Linked DNA regions of Mus musculus: region 2 is linked to region 1. The links are chromatin contacts, called in public HiChIP or PLAC-seq maps. All regions are on one chromosome and are shown on one strand. The core of a region is the stretch at or near the end of the contact, and the rest is flanking DNA. Distances in the headings are between cores, read along the strand shown. Region 1 overlaps Pcdh7 (protocadherin 7). Region 2 overlaps Pcdh7 (protocadherin 7).

The links. HiChIP or PLAC-seq counts read pairs in DNA pulled down with a chosen protein or histone mark.
Region 2: a contact with region 1 is called in an H3K27ac HiChIP or PLAC-seq map of heart atrium, with 13 read pairs. The contact joins two enhancer-like sites. A contact is called at or near these places in 1 of 484 Hi-C or Micro-C datasets (embryonic heart) and 2 of 115 datasets of contacts at active chromatin or transcription factors (cardiomyocytes and heart atrium).

Annotation. Positions count from the first base shown.
Region 1 is chr5:57,741,170-57,744,915 of GRCm38.p6, reverse strand. The region is part of intron 1 of Pcdh7 (protocadherin 7); the gene reads right to left. Among named protein-coding and RNA genes, the nearest start is that of Pcdh7, 25 kb to the right of the region's middle. Within about 2 kb of position 1,760, at least 18 of the 459 cell types and tissues checked have an H3K27ac peak or open chromatin away from gene starts, as enhancers often do. A contact at or near this core is called in heart atrium, where this site is marked.
Region 2 is chr5:58,079,326-58,083,007 of GRCm38.p6, reverse strand. All of the region lies in intron 2 of Pcdh7 (protocadherin 7), which reads right to left. Among named protein-coding and RNA genes, the nearest start is that of Gm22536, 330 kb to the left of the region's middle. Within about 2 kb of position 1,682, at least 14 of the 459 cell types and tissues checked have an H3K27ac peak or open chromatin away from gene starts, as enhancers often do. A contact at or near this core is called in heart atrium, where this site is marked.

The DNA.
Region 1 (3,746 bases), core at 511-3,010:
TAATATGTATATGTGCATATATACATACATGTGTTTATATATTGTTCATATATACATATATAAATCATATATAAATATTCATATAGATACATAATACACACATATACCTCTACACACACAACATAATATCCACAGACTGACGTATCAACTGAACTGAGAAAGTTGTTAATGACATCAATACTATACAAAGAATTTCTAATTTTCAGCTGGACTCAAATCCAAGAATCTATTCTAAATGGACTATAACAAAGTGAATCAAGGAGAGATTAGGGGGAATGGGAGAAATGTCCCCTAGGCCTCCTAGCATTTCCCCTGCACTCTGCATTTCTTCTCTGAGTTCCTCCATTAAAAGTCTCACACCGAGGCTCTCTGCTTTTCTAGCACCCTCTATGAACAGAAATATAACTTGGAGAGGCAATATCTTAAAAACTGTCATCAACCTGTCACTTAGGCAGGATTATCTAAAAGCCAGTTGATAACAAGTTACAGTGCTAATAGAACACATGATAGGTGCTTAGCTCAAAAAGGAACACTGGAAAGCACCTAAAAAAAATAGTAAAAAAAAAATTGTTTAAAAAGTAATCCTTAGGATTTTTCTGCAGACATCCCAATTCTAGAGTACTTTGTATAATCATTGCCCTTTTTAAAAAATGCAAGGCTTAAATATATGAGATTACATGTCTATTTTTAGAAAAAAGTAACATGGTGTCAGATGAATCAGTATGTTCCCAGAATGGGCCTTGGAATGGGTACACATGTCAGTAATGCTGCTGTCACCACACACATCTGCATAAGTCCTCCACAGGCAAGCTGCTCAAACCCTAGGCTGCTTTCCTTTCCGTATCTTCAGTGACAGTAATAGTTCTCATTTGAAGGTGATTTGACATCTAAAAATAACCAAAAGTCAAGTGTGAAGAATTTAGAGTGAAGAGTTACAATCAAATAGTTCTGTTTTGGTCCGAAGTCACAGACAGACTAAAAGAGAGTGAAGCAGGATTGCCCAACAAAGACCAACAAAGACGTCTAAAGATTAACAGCCAAGGAAGAAACCCATTAGAAATCTATCAGAACAAAAACTGTTGAATTGTAAAGGAGGGTGTGCACAAAATACATTTTAATTCAGTTGAAATGAGAATAGTTGATGCCCCATAGCCAAAGTTGCAATATTGATGCAAGACTACAAAGGAGGGAGGAATCAAAGCTATACTGCCATTTTCTTGTCAGGTATCAACGTTTCAAAGAATTGTTAAGTCTTTCCCCCGGGGTGTGTATGGTTCCCATTATAGTCTCATTCATACTATGTTATTATTCCTGAATAAGATGTGTAAGGCAGTCATCAAACAAGACTATTAGTTTCTGAGTATATTCCAGTTGTAAGAGGGCACCAACAATGAGAAATAAAATACATGAGAGAACAACATTCATTTAGACATCATATGTTGGAAATATCATTAGAATCACATTTGTGGTACTCCTTCTTAAGAATTGTATAAGGCACATGCCTCAGATAAACTGAGTTCTAGCTCTGTGTCACAGACTTTTATTTACATAACCAAGAAATATTGCAAATTTTCTGGCCAAAAAAAAAAAATCTATATTCACTAATCTACATTTCTTCTGTGTAGGTTGGATACTGAAATAGAAAGGGCAGCCGGTGCTTAAAATATTCTTATCTCTTGGCTGCTCGATCCTGACCTCTGACTCCCTCTGAGGCCAGGTGAAAACAGCCTGTTCCGTGGCAGGAGGAAACCAGAAGTGGTGCCAAAGCTGACAGGCTGCCCCTGGGGGAGGAAAAGAGCAGCATCGCAGATGATCACAAACTGACTGCTGCAGAGGAGGCAGAGTAGCAAGGGAGAGACATCCTGCCCACAGCCTCGTGTCTGGCAAGAAGAAGGCCAAGTACCAAGCTTCCAATTTGCCAGCACTCTCCTTCCAGCTTTTTTCCTCCGCAGCCTGAAATCAAGGGAGCATTAATAAAAGGTTTATTTTTAAAAACAAAACAAAACAAAACAAAACAAAAAACAGCTTTCAAAAAATTCTAAGAGTCCCCTTAAATGTTAATTCTCATCAAATAAACTCTTGCTGTTTACTTAACTTTGCAAACATAAATAGTGATCATTTTAAAACAAAATAACATGAGCTTATGAAGGTGGGTGTGCGCATACCTGTGATGGTGGTGGCTTGTGTGATGAGTGCGCTAGCGTGTGAGAGAGAATGGGGGTGAGGGGAGAAGGAGGGGGTGGGGAGGGCTGGGGGTGAAGGAGCACAGAATCTCAGCTTTTATTCTCTGTTTTTTTTTTTCCTCCAGGCTGATTTTTTCCCCCAAACCTTTTCAACTAGAAGTTTAGGAAGAAATGTAGGCAATCATGAAAGTACAGAAAGACACAACTTCCTATCTCTATTCCCCCAGTACTTTTATTTCTTACTACCTTTTGCCTTTGATGAAAAAGTCCCTCTTTTACCCATTTTTTTTTCAATTATTCAATAAAAAGCCCAGCAAGAAACGAGCTTAAGTGATGAAAAAGAAATAAGCCAAACATTTTTTTTTTGGACCCTTGAGCAAAATCCTTGATTTTTTTTCCTTTTCCTAAATTGAGACTTTGCACACTAGCTCTGAAGTGTATTTTTCTCTTTTCTTCAATAAGACATTTCAGCGATTTCTCTGAGTGATAAAATAATGTGTCTTCAATTCTCTTCCACAGTTGAGTGCCAGGAATGGAAGGTGACAACTCTGCTATTTTTGGTAACAATATAATCTTTTTTGTAAAAACTAATTTTTCTAGGAAATACTTGGACTGGGAATCATGACTTCATTTCGAATTTCCCTTTGTCTTTATCAAAAAAACGTAAGTATCATTATACAAATGGAATCGTTTTCATTAGTACCCACAGTTTTTACAGCTGGACTTGGAGTTTCTCTTATCTTGCATAAAATGTTCAATGATGAACAAGATAGACTGTTCAATGGTGAACAAAGGAAAAAAAGATAACAAAAAAGTTGGGTATTTGCTCAACATCAGAGATTAGAAACTCAAATGAATTTAAGAAACTCTGCATGTGCCTCCCTCTTCAGACTGTGCTCACTAAAACAAAGGTGTTACAAGGTGAGTTGCACTGTTAGAACTTCTGGTTTCAGTGTCTTCCTTGTGCAGGGCAGTATGTGCTAAGTAATTTCCTTCTGATACTAAACAGCATGAAAACTAACTTGGCAGTGCATGTATCAACACTCTCCATTCTTACAAGCCAAAGAAAGTTTAAAAACCACCACCCCATCTAATGAGAACACAAGGTAATTTCCAGTAGTCTGCCTGCCATAATAACTAAAGACAAGAGATGCTTCTGGGCATCTATTTTTTTTTTTTTAAATTAGGCTTCACATAAATTATTCTCATTTTCTCTATATGGAATGTATCTCACCACAATGCAGAACCCAGAACTTCTTTATTTTCTACTAATTTAATTTATATAGATTTATGTAGTTAGTGTATATGTGTTAGCACACACACACACGAACACATTTGCCATGACATTTACGGAAGAAACAGGACATCTATTATAGACTGCATCTAAAATTGTAAGCAAAGTATGAATGTAAACAGACGCTAAAGAGAGCAACAGAATCTTTGCTTGCCACCAGGCAGCAAGTCTCCCTTGTGCTTCGGTGGCAATTGTTCTTACAAGAGAACTATCAAAAAACTTAAAATTAGTAGCTAGGAATTTTCAGGAACTCACAAGCATAGGCAATT
Region 2 (3,682 bases), core at 433-2,932, 340 kb before region 1:
GAAGGTTTCATTGTACTTACTAGGTAGGTGAAAAGAATTCAGATTAGTGATTTTCAAATACTTCCAGTCAGTTGACTGCCTTGAGAGTATGACAGGCATTAGCACAAAAATTATCAAGGAGAAGAGGCACTCTTTCATATTTTAACATCAAGTATCCATTTTTAAGGAGTCAGCAATAATGTTTTAAGTCAAATCATTCAGAAGATGTTCTTTCCATTGCTAATTCTGATAATTATCACTGATACCCTTGACATGTATTTTTTATTAAAGCATGCCTCGTGCCTTCAAGAATTCAAGAAACTGAAGGAAGGCGAGCAAGAATGTCACGCAAAGTGAATCTGGGGCCTGCATGAGACACAAAGAAAAGATGAGGGGAAATTGAGCAGAAGGAACTGAGCCTGTAGTATTGATTCATAAGACTGAGTTCACCCAAGCTACTGTGTGGTGTGCATGCTGCTTATACTTTGCTGGCAGAAATGTTACCCTGAACTTGCAAATTTCTTTCTATCTTCCAAGCCCGATACATTTTATCTTTATGTTTTCTCTGAATGACTCAGAACAAGGCAGTGTCCTCAACTAATTTCCTAGCCAAGCATGTGAAAAATAACCTCCATATAGGCACACACAGGCCCAAAGCATATGTTGAAAAGATATTCTAGCTCTTTTACTGTATAATAAGAAAGTTGGGAGTACAGAATCTAGAGAAAGAAAGCTGCTTTCAAATCAATTGGGTATGTGACTCTCGTCACTGTATATAAAACTCTCTAGTTTCTTACAGAAGGATTTAGGACATTTAACTGTATCTTTCCCCCTTTCTAATTATAGGAACACAATGAGTTAATGCATGTAAAGTGCTAAGAAGGATGCCTTTGCTGTAGAATCATCCAGTCTTTCCAATAGCTAATTAATGGGCATCTATTGTGCATTAGTAATAATTAACTGTGTCCTACTGTCCAAGTTCTGGGACTGAATCACAACTTCCAGAGCAAAAGTAAGATAAAATCGTCTCATACAATTAGTTGGAATGGCAGAAAAGGGAACGATTAAGATGAATTTTGAAACTCATCAACATTTCTGTCTCCTTCATAGTGGTTTCCAGTTTTTCTGCTTGGTACAGTTAGGGAAATCCGAGTCCCTAAACTAACATATGCATCCCCATTCTTATTCTTCCCACCATGTCACTTTTTTACCTGCCAATCCCTGACACTTTTCATGTGCACAGGCAATTTCCATATCAACAACCATTTTTCTATGGATACTAAACAACTTCCTTATAAATGAGTCAGTTTACCATACTGCCGTATACACAGCTATTAAAGTTGTTCTAAGAAAAACACACAAATGTAAAAGTTTACAATTGCATTTGAGGTTTACCTCAGGGATAAGTATCAACCAATCATTCGTCCACAGTTTTGAGGGCATCTTCCCATTTAATATCACTCAGACAGCACTCTGCTATCTTTAAAAAGTACAATGTTTGTCAGGCAGCACTGTGCATTCTGAGCGTGGAAAGCTCTGCAGATATCACAGCAGGTGGAAAGATTTTGATACCCCTATGGCTCATAGTTGATACACTGATTTAGAAATTACTTGAGCAGGGTGACTGCCTGTCACACATTTATTTACTCCCACCATTGTGAACCATGCCTCATAATTAATCACACTCGGCACTGGCAGTGAGTGAGTCTGCGCCCCACGATGCAGAGAACAGTTATTTGCCTCTCTCTCACTGGGTGTTTCTGCAACCCTGTTGTGATTTTGTTTCCAGAAAGACTTCTGTCCCTGCTGTTTGGGGAAATGTATCAGTAATGTCTTGATCCAAGAATTTCATATTCAACAGATGGTATTCTTGGCTATGGATTCAGCGTAGTTCCTCTGAGCAGAGCTGAGTGCTTAATATTGCTTGTTCTCTGCCAATCATCCCTTAGTGTACAAGTAAATCTTGATCAAATATGTATTATTCTGGTGCTTTCACTTGCACCCATTTGGCATTCTGATCTTCTGAAATATAAGAATATCAAGTAAGTAATTGTAATGTCCTGTTTTTGGAGAGATACCCAACAGTACATATTTATATGCTTCAATAAATATAAATACACCTAAAGATGGAAGAAACATATAATGCTTCCACAAATACCAGTTTTTCACTTCACATAATATATACCTCTTCCTAAACTCAAATGAACTGTTATAAGGATTAGTGATATGTGTATAATAATTTAATCTCTCTCTTCCTCTCTCTCTCTCCCTCCCTCTTTCAACGATGAGCGTGTGTGTGTGTGTGTGTGTGTGTGTGTTTGTGTGTGTTTAGGTGTGTGTGAAATATGAGATGATGGTTATTTACTGAGAAACACATAAACACACCCCAGCTGTAAAAATAGACTCCTTAAGAATAATAGAAGGGCCCGGGGATCCATCCCATAGTCAGCCTCCAAACACAGACACCACTGTATACAACAGCAAGATTTTGCTGAAGGACCCTGATATAGCTGTCTCTTGTGAGGCTATGCGAGTGCCTGGCAAACACAGAAGTGGATGCTCACAGTCAGTTATTGGATGGAACATGGGGACCCCAATGGAGGAGCTAGAGAAAGTACACAAGGAGCTAAAGGGATCTGCAACCCTATAGGTGGAACAACAATATGAACTAACCAGTACCCCCAGAGATCGTGTCTCTAGCTGCATATGTAGCAGAAGATGGCCTAGTCGGCCATCATTGGGAAGAGAGGCCCCTTGGTCTTGCAAACTTTATATGTCCCAGTATAGGGGAATGCCAGGGCCAAAAAGTGGGAGTGGGTGGGTAGGGGAGCGGGGTAAGGGGAGGGTATGGGGGACTTTCAGGATAGCATTTGAAATGTAAATGAAGAAAATACCTAATAAAAATTGGGAAAAAAAAGAATAATAGAAGGGAGAGTAATACAAATGTTATTTTTGGAAATAATGTATGTCAGAATTAGACTTTCAGAGAAATTTAAGTTTTCATTTTCAACTTAAAATAAATAAAAACAACACTCCTAGTCCCATTTTACACAAGTCCATCCCTTCTTAGAATTAGAAACAATCACCCATGGAAGAAGTTACAGGGACAAAGTTTGGAGCTGAGACAAAAAGATGGATCATCTAGAGACTGCCAAATCCAGGGATCCATCCCATAATTAGCCTCCAAACGATGACACTATTTCATACACTAGCAAGCATTTGCTGAAAGGACCCTGATATAGCTGTCTCTTGTGAGACTATGCCGGGGCCTAGCAAACACAGAAGTGGTTGCTCACAGTCAGCTATTGGATGGATCACATGGCCCCCAATGAAGGAGCTAGAGAAAGTATCCAAGAAGCTAAAGATATCTGCAACCCTGTAGGTGCAACAACATTATGAACTAACCAGTACTCCATAGCTCTTGACTCTAGCTGCATATGTATCAAAAGATGGCCTAGTCGGCCATCACTGGAAAAAGAGGCCCATTGGACACACAAACTTTATATGCCCCAGTACAGGGGAATGTCAGGGCCAAAAAGTGGGAATGGGTGAGTAGGGGAGTGGTGGGGAGGGCATGGGGGACTTTTGGGCTAGCATTGGAAATGTAATTGAGGAAAAACGTAATAATAATAAAAAAATATTAGGAAAGAAAATAGTATAGAGAATTTAGAAAATCACATAGAGCAGGAACTCAATTGACCCG